2 separate regions of the Sus scrofa genome follow, and region 1 is linked to region 2. Evidence: chromatin contacts called from public HiChIP or PLAC-seq data. All regions are on one chromosome and are shown on one strand. The core of a region is the stretch at or near the end of the contact, and the rest is flanking DNA. Distances in the headings are between cores, read along the strand shown. Region 1 holds the start of SERTAD3 (SERTA domain containing 3). Region 2 holds the start of RPS16 (ribosomal protein S16).

What was found. HiChIP or PLAC-seq counts read pairs in DNA pulled down with a chosen protein or histone mark.
Region 1: an H3K27ac HiChIP or PLAC-seq map of alveolar macrophages shows a contact between it and region 2. The contact joins the promoter of SERTAD3 here to the promoter of RPS16 in region 2. A contact is called at or near these places in 1 of 47 Hi-C or Micro-C datasets (blood) and 1 of 2 datasets of contacts at active chromatin or transcription factors (alveolar macrophages).

What each region holds. Positions count from the first base shown.
Region 1 is chr6:48,711,441-48,716,720 of Sscrofa11.1, reverse strand. SERTAD3 (SERTA domain containing 3) reads left to right here and starts at 3,971. Exons shown (of 2, transcript NM_001244464.1): 1 at 3,971-4,124. It overlaps LOC102158315 (a long non-coding RNA gene), which reads right to left and starts at 3,537. Exons shown (of 3, transcript XR_001303673.2): 1 at 3,269-3,537. BLVRB (flavin reductase (NADPH)) reads left to right here. Exons shown (of 5, transcript XM_003355917.4): 5 at 931-1,181. The coding sequence ends at 1,088.
Region 2 is chr6:48,084,846-48,090,255 of Sscrofa11.1, reverse strand. It overlaps RPS16 (ribosomal protein S16), which reads left to right and starts at 1,888. Exons shown (of 5, transcript NM_001137620.1): 1 at 1,888-1,947; 2 at 2,069-2,170; 3 at 4,012-4,108; 4 at 4,202-4,249; 5 at 4,380-4,572. The coding sequence starts at 1,900. The coding sequence ends at 4,525.

The DNA of each region.
Region 1 (5,280 bases), core at 2,722-5,221, 620 kb before region 2:
AGGGATGCCATATGAGTAAGGGTGTGTATTTCTTATTGCATGTGATTCCAGGTTGTCCCTGTGCTGGGACACTGCAGGTCACTCTCACATATTATTATTTTGTCCTTTTGGCTGCACCTGCAGTATGTAGAAGTTCTCAGGCCAGGGACTGAACCTGAGCCACAGCAGCAACCTGAGCTGCTGCAGTGACAATGCTGGATCCTTAACCCACTTATCAGATGCCCCTGTAGCTGCCAGGTCATGCCTCTGGAAGGGCAGGGGATCCCAGAGCCACTGGGAAGTAAATGACCCTTTGCAACCCTGGGATGTGACTTCCTCTCTCTGAGACTGTTTGCCCACTTGTAAGATAGAATTAATAGGTCCTAGCCCATTCTCTGCTTCATTTCTCTCCATCTAACATATTTCTCACCATCTAACATATTCTACTTTTTACTAGTTGCCTTGTCTATTTTGTCCCTTGCTGCATGCCCAGCACCTGGTACATAATAGGTCATCAATAGGATTTGTTGAAAAGGAGTTCCCGTTGTGGCTCAGTGGTTAATGAACCTGACTAGTATCCATGAGGACGTGGGTTCAATCCCTGGCCTCGCTCAGTGGGTTAAGGGTCTGGTATAGGTTGCAGACATTGCTGTGGCTGTAGTGTAGGCCGGCAGCTACAGCTCCGATTCAACCCCTAGCCTGGGAACCTCCATATGCCGTGGGTATGGCCTTAAAAATAAAAAAAATAAAAAAAAAAAGTATGTGTTGAATGAATGTAGTAAAGGGTACAGATTAGCACCCTGCACGTGGGAAGGGTTTCATGGCTTTTGGCTCGTTCACCATCTTCTACCGTCTGGACTGGGCACACCGTAGACGGTCACTGGTGTGACCCTGCGCAGGGTGACGGGGGAGGACATCTGTTTACCTGGCCCCTCAATCTTTACCTTACAGGAGATCAGCCGCTGACCGGGGCCTACACGGTGACCCTGGATGGACGAGGGCCCTCTAGGGTCATCTCCAAACATGACCTGGGCCACTTCATGCTGCACTGCCTCACCACTGATGAGTACAACGGCCACAACACCTACCCCTCCCACGAGTACGAATAGGGCTCTGACCCCGTCCAGGAAGACAGCATCCTGTGGCTACAGCAAAGGATGGGAACAATAAATCTCAAGCTAAGAGCTTCAGTTTATTCAGGAGGACCCAATTCTATGTCTCTTCCTCTCCCTGGCTCTGTCAGGGTGTCTTCACTGTCCTGTCTGCCTCTGTGTAAGGTTTTCTAGGCAGGAGTTCCCATTATGGCTCAGCGGGTTAAGAACCCGACGAGTATCCATGAGGATGCAGGTTTGGTCCCTGGCCTTGCTCAGTGGGTTAAGGATCCAGCGTTGCTGCAAGCTGCAGTGCAGGTCTTGGATATGGTTTGGATCTGGCATTGCTGGCTGTGGCGTAGGCCAGTAGCTACAGCTCCTTAGCTTAGGAGCCTCCATGTGTTGTGTGTTTGGCCCTAAAAAGACCAAAAAAAAGAGAAAAAAGATTTTCTGGGCATTCATCCATTTGTTTCCTCACCTGGCCCTGTGCTGGGGAACCAGTGAAGACAGTGGGGACCCTGTCTTCATGGATCTCACTGTCCAACGTGGAAGACAGCCCTGCCCCTGACAGTGACAACACAGAGTGAGTGGCCAGGGCTCTGATGGAGGAAGCAGAGAGAGCCGAGGGACCCAGCTTGAGGAAGGTTCTGTGGAAGATGAGCTGTCCCACCTGAAACCTGGTTTAGTGAGAATGAGCCAAGGGAAGGTTCTAAGGCGTGATGGCGTTCCAGGCAGAAGAGGCCACATGAGCACATGGCCCCTTTGAAGAACTAAAGCCCATCCCCTACAGTTAATACTTTGGTCAGAGGGGAGGAGCGATCAACCCCAAGAGGCTGTTCTATGGTGCTAAACCGGCCAGGGTCCTTGTAAAAGTTTGAGCTTTAGTCTAAGTTTTTATGCAAAGAGTGGAGCAAGGGAGAGGTGGGGAGGGGGGATCACACTCAGGTTTGTTTGCTTGTTTAGGGCCGCACCCACGGCATATGGAAGGTCCCAGGCTACGGGCTGAGCCCAAGCTGCAGCTGCCATCCTACACCACAGCCACAGCAAAGCCAGATCCTTCACCCACTGAGCAAGAGGCCAGGGATTGAACCTACATCCTCATGGATACTAGTTGGGTTCATTACTGGTGAGCCGCACGACAGGAACTCCGGGTTTGTGTTTTATGAAGCTTCCCTGGGCTACTGTGTGCGGGTGGATGGGAGGGTGCAGAAGTAGAGACTGGGAACCCAGAGGGTGTCCTGGGACCTTGAGGAAGAGAGGGAGAGTGGGCGGGAGCCTGAGTGGACAGTTGGGAGGGGAGGGAGGCACCAGAAGGAAACCTAGGACTGAATCCTGAAAGTGGGGTTGCAGTAGGGCCACCCTGAGACAGGAAGCCTGAAGGGGCTGATTCGGCACGGGGAGGGGAAGAACTGCCTCTTCCTAATCATGTCCCTTCTTGGAATCTACTCTCCCCCACCTTTGTCCCCCAGAGACACCTTTCCCAGGACTGAGCAAACCACTCCTCGCTTACCTAACCCCCAAAGCTCTCCCCCAACCCCAAATCCATTCCCATCCTATACTCTTCTCCACACAGCTGGACTACATGACTGACAAATTCCAACCGGCGAGGACTGGTCCAAAGAGCCTTAAACCTTCCTTCTCCGGAGCGGCCTGGAGAAAACTCTCTCCTCCCGTGGGCGGGAACGTGTTGTGGGGGTGGGGCAGGGCTGGTTCAGGCTTTCTGGGCACCGGCCGCACTCATTTCCTCCCGCTTTATTTCTTCTGTTACAGTGTCTGCATTTAACAAACTTTCTTTCACTGGGCGCCTGCCTTGTGTCCGGCCCTGTGCTAGGTGATGCTGGGGACCAAGCAGTGAGATAACATTGGTACGTGTCCCCAGGAGGCCCACAATCCAGTGACGGCCAGGGCCAAGGTCGGGGAGACTCAGGCAAAGGAGTCAGGGTCGCGATGAGGGAAGCACAGGACCCTGTGGGAGGCCAGAATGGGTCTGGACCATCCCTGGAGCCTCAGAACTGAGAGGAAAACTTTGAGAAGAGTTCTGACTCAAGAGGCAGCCTGGGAATTGAGGGCGTATTTTCAGGATGGGAAAAAGTTTCAAGATCCAGAGGTCTTTTTAAAAGTATCCTTGATTTTGACTTACAATGTTGTGCCAGAGGTCTTTTTTTTTCCCCCCTCATTTTCGAGAACTTGATACGAACCTGGCATTGTTGTAGGCACTGAAGATAAGGCAGGGAAGAAAACCGAATCTCTGTTCACGGCGGTGGAGCCATTTTAGAAAGAGTGAGTCAGTCGGTGCGGCAGGATTGTAGAGAGCAAGGGAGAGTGCATCAAGCCAGACCTGAAGGGCTTTAAGGCAAAAAAAAAAAAAAAAAAAAAAAGTAGTTTGGACTTTGTCCCCACGACAGTGGGGAGCCAAGAGCGAGTTTCCCGCAGCAGGGGTGCCATCCTGAGGGAGGAAGGGCTAAGATCTCCCAGGCAACACAGGCCGCACCAAACTATTGGCTGGCCTTCGGTGCGTCATCCTCCTCCTCCGCAGGGTCCGCCCTCCAAAGCTAGGGGCGCGGCCTTCGTGAGAGGCGCAGCGGGGTCCTCCCGGTAAGCGGGGTGGGGCCGGGCGTGCCTGTCAATCTTCCTCCGCGACTGGGTCCAGGCTTGGTATAAAGGGGTCGCAGAGAGCAATGAAGACGGTCTTGGAGCGAGGACAGTAGCCGAGTTGAAAGAAACAGTTTTGGTGCAACATCCACCCTAGAGAGGTGGCCCTGCCTCCCGGCAAGTCAGAATCCTTTAAAAGGTCCGCGGAGCGAAGGAGGGGAAGGCGGGTCCGGCGTCTCCAGGCGACAGGCGGTAGCTCCGCCTAGCCAATCCGCGCCCTGCGGTGGGCAGGACTCCAGCCAATCATGGTTCGCGGCTCGGCTCCGGGCGGAGCTGGGTGGGCCTGAGGCCAGACCGAGAGGCCCCGGGGTGGTGAGCGCGGCCCCTACCCAGCACTCGCAAAGGAGGGTCGCAAAGCCGCGGGCGTTCCCGGAGGTAGTTGTTGCGAACCTGGCAGTTGAGGTGAGGTGTGGCTGCCTGGCTTGGGATCCGCCTTGGGTTGAGGGAAGTGGAGGCGCTCCGGAGAGTTGTGGAGGCGGGGTATGGGTGGGAGTAGGGGGCGCAGGTTTGGAGAGACTGAGTTTCGAGATCCTGAAAGGAAGGCGAAGTTTTGGGGACAGGGTCTTCAAGTGGAGGGAGTCTGAAGCTGGGACACGGGGTGTTTGGGAAGCGAGAGAACTAGGGAAGGAACTTTTGGGGGCAGGAAATCTGAAGATTGGGATAATTCAGGTCTCCGGGACGAGTTAAAGTCGGGCACTACTGTTCAGGAAAAAGTTTGAGGCGTTGCGCTGTGATCCCGAGCATTTGGAGAAGCGAAAGAAATAGGGGCAAGGACTCGATCTCCTAGACGCAGTGGTGGAGAGGGGTCCTGGGGAGAGGAGAGTTCCCAGTCAGGTCTTGGAGCCGGAGGGGGAGTCGGAGATGAGGTTGAGAAGCATTTGAAAGACCGGAGAATAGGGGAAAGTTGACGGGGAGGGTCTCAAAATTCAGATACCTAGCGGCCCGAACAGAGCGCATCGGAGAGCATTTGTAAGTCTTTGAGCGATGTGTTGGGGCCTGGGTCTCTGGACCCGAGAGTAGTTTGATGGAAGAATTTGGGACTTTCTACGGTCCGCAGGACCGGTAGAAAGCAGTTTAGAATCGGAGTCGGGTGGGGGAGGGGTGTTTCGGGCGTGGAGCTCAGACCCGCAGCCCTGAAGGCAGCGGAGGGCGGGGCTCGGCGGGCGCCGGGCAGCTGGACGTCCGGGTTCCCTTCCCCCACCCACCACGGGCCGCTTTGCGCATGCCCTAAGGGAAGGCGGGGAAGGTGCGTCCCTGCGGCTTGCTGAGCCCTCCGGGGGTTGTAGTGCGCGTTCAACGTCAGTACGTGTACCTGGAGGCTATTGGCCCACATTTCCCATAAGCCCCAAGGACCAAGTTGGGGCGTGTCTGGGTTCCGAACTCGAACTTCGTCGAGGGGGCGGGGCCTGTAGAGAGCGGGGGCCTGGTTGGATGGGCTGGTCGGGGGCGGGGCTTGGCGTGAGTAATGTTCTGGCGAGTTTTCCTACCGGACTCATGCTGGAGAAACCTGAAGGCAACCACAGAGGGAGTGAGGGAGGTATTTTCACTGTTGTTGCGA
Region 2 (5,410 bases), core at 639-3,138:
CTCTGCTCTCCTTTTCCTGTCTCAAGTGTCTAGGAATCTTCATGCCTGCCTGTACCCGTCTGGTTTTGGTTTTCGTTTTTTTGGTCATGCCCTAGGCATGTGGAAGTTCCTGGGGCCAGGGATGGAATCCCAGCCACAGCAGCAACCCAGGCCGCGGCAGTGACAACGCCAGTTCCTTAACCAGTTCCTTCACAAGCGAGCTCTGTTATCTGTCTTCTTTCTCTGAGGGTTGGCCTTTCTGCCTCCAGATCTCGCCACTTGTTGTTTTCTGGCTCCATCTCTGACTGACTGTGTTTCTCTTCTTCGTTGGCCCTGTCTTTGCCTTCTCCTCCATATGTGCCTGTTTCTCTTTTGTGCTGTGTATCTGTCCATGTGTCCCTCCAGGTCAGCCCCTGGGTCCACGCTTCCTCCCTCCCCCACCCCTCGCCCACCCCTCTCCCTCTCTCACCCTTTAGGAGCTGGACTCTGAGCTGGATCCTCCCTCTGGCCCCACCCACCAATCTCCATCCTATCTCTGCCCTCCAGGCACAGGTAAATCACCACACCCCTTTGAACCTTTGACCCCAGATTCAGGGTTGCCAGAGAAACTGAGGCAACCCTGAGATGCCTGCAGCCCTGAGAGGAAGCTCTTGGCTGAGAAGGGAGCATCCTGATTGGTGGGGAGGTCAGGGGGCTACCCAGTTCCTCAGATGGGGTTGGGGGGAGCTGAGGATAAAGGAGGGCGATTTGGCGTGACTCTGTAGGAAGAGGGATTCCAGGATAGGGACCGTGAAGAGGAGGATTTTAGAGGGAGGGTCTCCAAGGAGTGGGGGATTGTAGTGTGTGTGGGGGGGGGGAATTTCAGGGGAGACAATTCCTGGGCAGAGAAGGCTCTGAAGGGAAAAAAATTATTGGGAAAGGTAGATTCTGAGGAAGGGGGCTCTGAAAGGGATGAAGACTTTGTGAAAGGGCATTCTAAGGGGGCAATAATGGGAGAAGTGGATTGGGTAGGAGAGCTTCTGAAGCAAGGGGATTGAATGGGTCATGGGTCCTGAAGAGAGGAAGATTCTGGGGAGAATTATGTGCAGGAGAGAGCCCTGAGTGGAGGGAGAGTCGAGAAAGAGGGAGTCGGAGTTCTCTTGTGGCTTAAGGATCTGGGGTTGTCACTGCAGCAGCTTGAATGGCTGCTATGGCGCGGGTTTGAGCCCTGGCCTGGGAAATTCAACATGGCCTGGGCGCCACCAAAAGAAAAGAGGGAGTCTAGGGTGAGGGCTCTAGGAGGGGGATTTGGGAGTGGGCCTCTCAGAGAATTTTGGGAGGAGAGTCTAAAAAGAAGGAAATTCTGGAGAAAGCTAGATTCTAGGGGAGATGGAAAAGGATTCTTGGGGAGGACTCGCAAAGGAGGTGGGTGTTAGGAGGCAGGGGGATTCTGAATCCTGCCAAGATTTTTTGCTGTGAGTTCCGAAGTAAAGATTCTAATAGAAAAGGATCTAGGTGGGAAGTCTAAAGGGAAGAAGACTGCCGGTGATAAAAAGGTAAGACAAACCTCTTCAGAGTAAACTGAGACTCAACTAGGAATACGGGTGGAGGGAGACTATCAAACAGCTAAAATGCAAACGAGGACCGGCGGTGACCAATGAGGACCAAGGATGTGAAGGACGGTGCTCTTCAGCTTCTCTGTCTGCACTCGAAACCCTTCAGGCCCCGCCCTTTCCCCTCTAGGTCCCGCCCTCTCCGCTCCTTAGACCCGCTTTCCGCGGCTAATCCAAAATCCCGCCCACGAGCCGTAAAGCTCCCTCCTGTCGCGACGCTGCGCACAATGCGCCTGCGCAGACCCTGAAAAGAGGCCAGGGTGGCCCCGCGCTTTCCTTTTCCGGTTGCAGCGCCGCGCGGTGAGGAGCTCTTGTCTAATCTGCAGCCATGCCTTCCAAGGGTCCTCTACAGTCGGTGCAGGTCTTCGGACGCAAGGTAGGCTGGTCGCTCGATGGTAGGGGTGAGGGAAGGAGAGAGACCTGTGGGCAGGGTTCTGAGGTCGACAGGGGAGCTGGGGCCCAGATCTCACGTGGCTTCGCTGTCTTGGTTTCCGCAGAAGACAGCCACGGCCGTGGCGCACTGCAAACGAGGTAACGGCCTCATCAAAGTGAACGGGCGACCCCTGGAGATGATCGAGCCGCGCACGCTGCAATACAAGGTGCTGGGGTCGAGGACAGGCGTCTGGGTTGGGCGGAGGGCTCTGGAGACGGAGATGTTGGAATAGGTCGGTTCCTGGAGTCCGTCGATCTCGGAAGTTGAGGGGTCTGCAGTCAACAATGGGGAAGAAGCTAAATAGGGTACAGAAAAAGGGGTATTTGGCGATGGAGCTAGGTATTGAGGTTCCAGAGATGTTACAGAAGCTGGAATTGAGAGTGAAGACGTGGATTTTGAAGATTAAGCAGGTGCTTCTTGGGTTATTTGTTAGCTCGGTCTGTTGGGAACCGGATGGCATAGGAGTTACCGATGTGGCCTGTTTTCTTTTCTTTTTTTTTGTTTTCTTTTAAGTTAATGGGGGAGTGAGTGTGTTCATTTCTAGAGTATACACTGAGGACAGAAATCAATATTTTGTTCTTCAAACATGGTGATTAGAGTTTGAATGTTGCAGTTTCTCAAGCGTTTCCAGAATAAGCTTTGTTGTGCTTGGAGAGGAGTATCTCTCTTCCCTGTTGAGGCCTGTTTCTTTGGCTCAAAATGGAAAGAACTCTCATGAGTTTGATTTCTACCTCTTTGGGCAAAACAGGAACTTTCCTTCTCTGCCTTGAGTTTATTGTCTGAAATGGGGACAGTTTCAACCTTGTGAAACATTGTGACGGTAAATTGGATTCTCTGAGTAAGCTTGTTGGTGTGTATGAGAATTTAAAAAAAAAAAAAAAAAAAAAGAACCCCAGTAACATCGCAGGAATAGTTAAAACTCAAGGTAGCTCAGAGATCACTTTATCAGATATTGAGCATCGTGGTTCATTCGCAATGTTAGCTTAGTTGAAGGCTTTGTGTTTGCAGCCCGTTGAGTACCCAGATGGCTTCAGGGCCTGCCCTTGAAGAGTTCCCAATCCAGTGGGGAGACAGACTGGACCCAATGCGAAATCGGGTGATAGCTTATTTTTTTTTTTTTTAATTGCTTTTTTAGGACTGCATTTGGAAGTTGCCAAGCTAGGGGTTGAATCAGAGATAGAGCTGCCACCCACACTCACTGAGCGAGGTCACGTATTGAACCCCAGTCCTCGTGGATGCTAGTTGGATTCATTTCCACTGCACCGTAATGGGAATTCCTAGTTGCGATTTTTCTGGAAGTCTGTGAGACCCAAGAGAGGGCAGAGAGCTCAGGTGGGGAAAGCACCTCACAGCCCTGGAGTGGCTTTTCAACTCTGAGGCAGCCTTAGTGCTTGCAAGTTGAGTATAGTTGACTTACAGTGTTATATTGGTTTCAGTTGTGCAGCAGAGTGCATGGTCACTCATATACATGTACTCATTCTTTTTTCCTATACAGGTTAATACAAATTACTGAGTAGATTTTTCTGTGCTGTACAGTAGATTCTCATTAATCGTCTCTTTTATTTTATATAGTAGTGTGTGTATGTTAATCTCATTCCAGTTCTTTTCCCGCCCAACAGTTTCATGTACGGTAACCATAAAATTGATTTTTATTAGATTCCACACATAAGGGCTCTCATATTTATTTTCCTCTGACTTCTCTCACTCAGTATGATAATCTCCAGGTGCATCCATGTTCCCAAAAATGGATAATCTAATTAACAGAGAGCTGCAGAGGAGGGAACCCAGCTCAGGTTTCAGGTTGCCTTCTACAGCCTCTCTGTCCTGGAACCCTCCCTGCTGTGCTGGCTGTGAGGGTGTTGAATAACAGCTCAACCCTCTTCTCCTAGTACTCTGAAGCCAGCAGTACAGAAGCTGCTTGGAGACACCTGTGGAGGAATGCTCAGTAAAGTGGCTCTGCCGCCCAGGTTATGATCTAAAAGCCTGTCACGCTTCCTGTTGCTCTAGCTACTGGAACCTGTTCTGCTTTTGGGCAAGGAACGATTTGCTGGTGTGGACATCCGAGTCCGGGTGAAGGGTGGTGGTCACGTGGCCCAGATTTACGGTGAGTCCTGGGAACCGGGCACATGGGTGAGGGTGGCTCTTGGGTGTTCATAAGGCTGATGCACCCTTTTTTGTATGTTTGTCTCCCTCACAGCAATCCGCCAGTCCATCTCCAAAGCCTTGGTGGCCTATTACCAGAAATGTGAGTGGGTCCTTCCCATCGGGTGGGTGGGGCAAGTCAAGGCCCAGCTCTGGCCCTCTGGCATTTAGCTCCAGAGGGGAAAGGAGGCTTCCTGGCTTGTCTAAATCTTCATCCATCCTTTTATCCCCAGATGTGGATGAGGCTTCCAAGAAGGAGATCAAAGACATCCTCATCCAATATGACCGGACCCTGCTGGTAGCTGATCCTCGTCGCTGTGAATCCAAAAAGTTTGGAGGTCCTGGCGCCCGTGCCCGCTACCAGAAATCTTACCGATAAGCCCATCGTGATGATCAGCGTTCAGCTTTATAATAAAAACATTTGTGGGATTTAAGGTTTCGGGGACTATGCTCTGGTCTTTTGTGGTGGGTTTTCGTCTAAAAGGAATTCAGGGGTGTAACTGGATGGGGAGCAGACCTGGTCCCAGTTTTCCTGCACCTCCACTGTGCGGGCATAGCTGAGCTGAGTGTGCATCCAGGCCGTGGGTGGTAATAGGGTATCCCTGGGAGTTTGCCTTTTTTCATTTCTTTTGGTCCTGTTCGTTTTTTCTTTTTTGGCTGCCCCGGCCAGCGATCAGATCTGAGCCATGGTTGTGGCAATACTAGATCCCTAAACCACTGTGCTGGGCTGGGGATTGAATCTGCATCTCAGTGCTCCTAAGATACCACCAGTCCCATTGCATTGCAGCGGGAATTTTTTTTTTTTTTTTGGATGTGCTATTTTATTTTATTTACTTTTAGGGCCACACCCATGGCAAATGGAGGTTCCCAGGCTAGGGTCTAATCAGAGCTATAGCTGCTGGCCTTTGTCACAACCACACCACCACCAGATCTCTAACCCACGGAGCCAAGCCAGTGATTGAACCTGTGTCCTCATGGATGCTAGTCAGATTCGTTTCTTTTTTTTTTTTTTTTTTTTTTTTGTCTTTTTGCTATTTCTTGGGCCACTCCCGAGGCACATGGAGGTTCCCAGGTTAGGGGTCGAATCGGAGCTGTAGCCACTGGCCTACACCAGAGCCACAGCAATGCGGGATCCGAGCCGAGACTGCAACCTACACCACAGCTCACGGCAACGCCGGATCGTTAACCCACTGAGCAAGGCCAGGGACCGAACCCGCAACCTCATGGTTCCTAGTCGGATTCGTTAACCACTGCACCACGACGG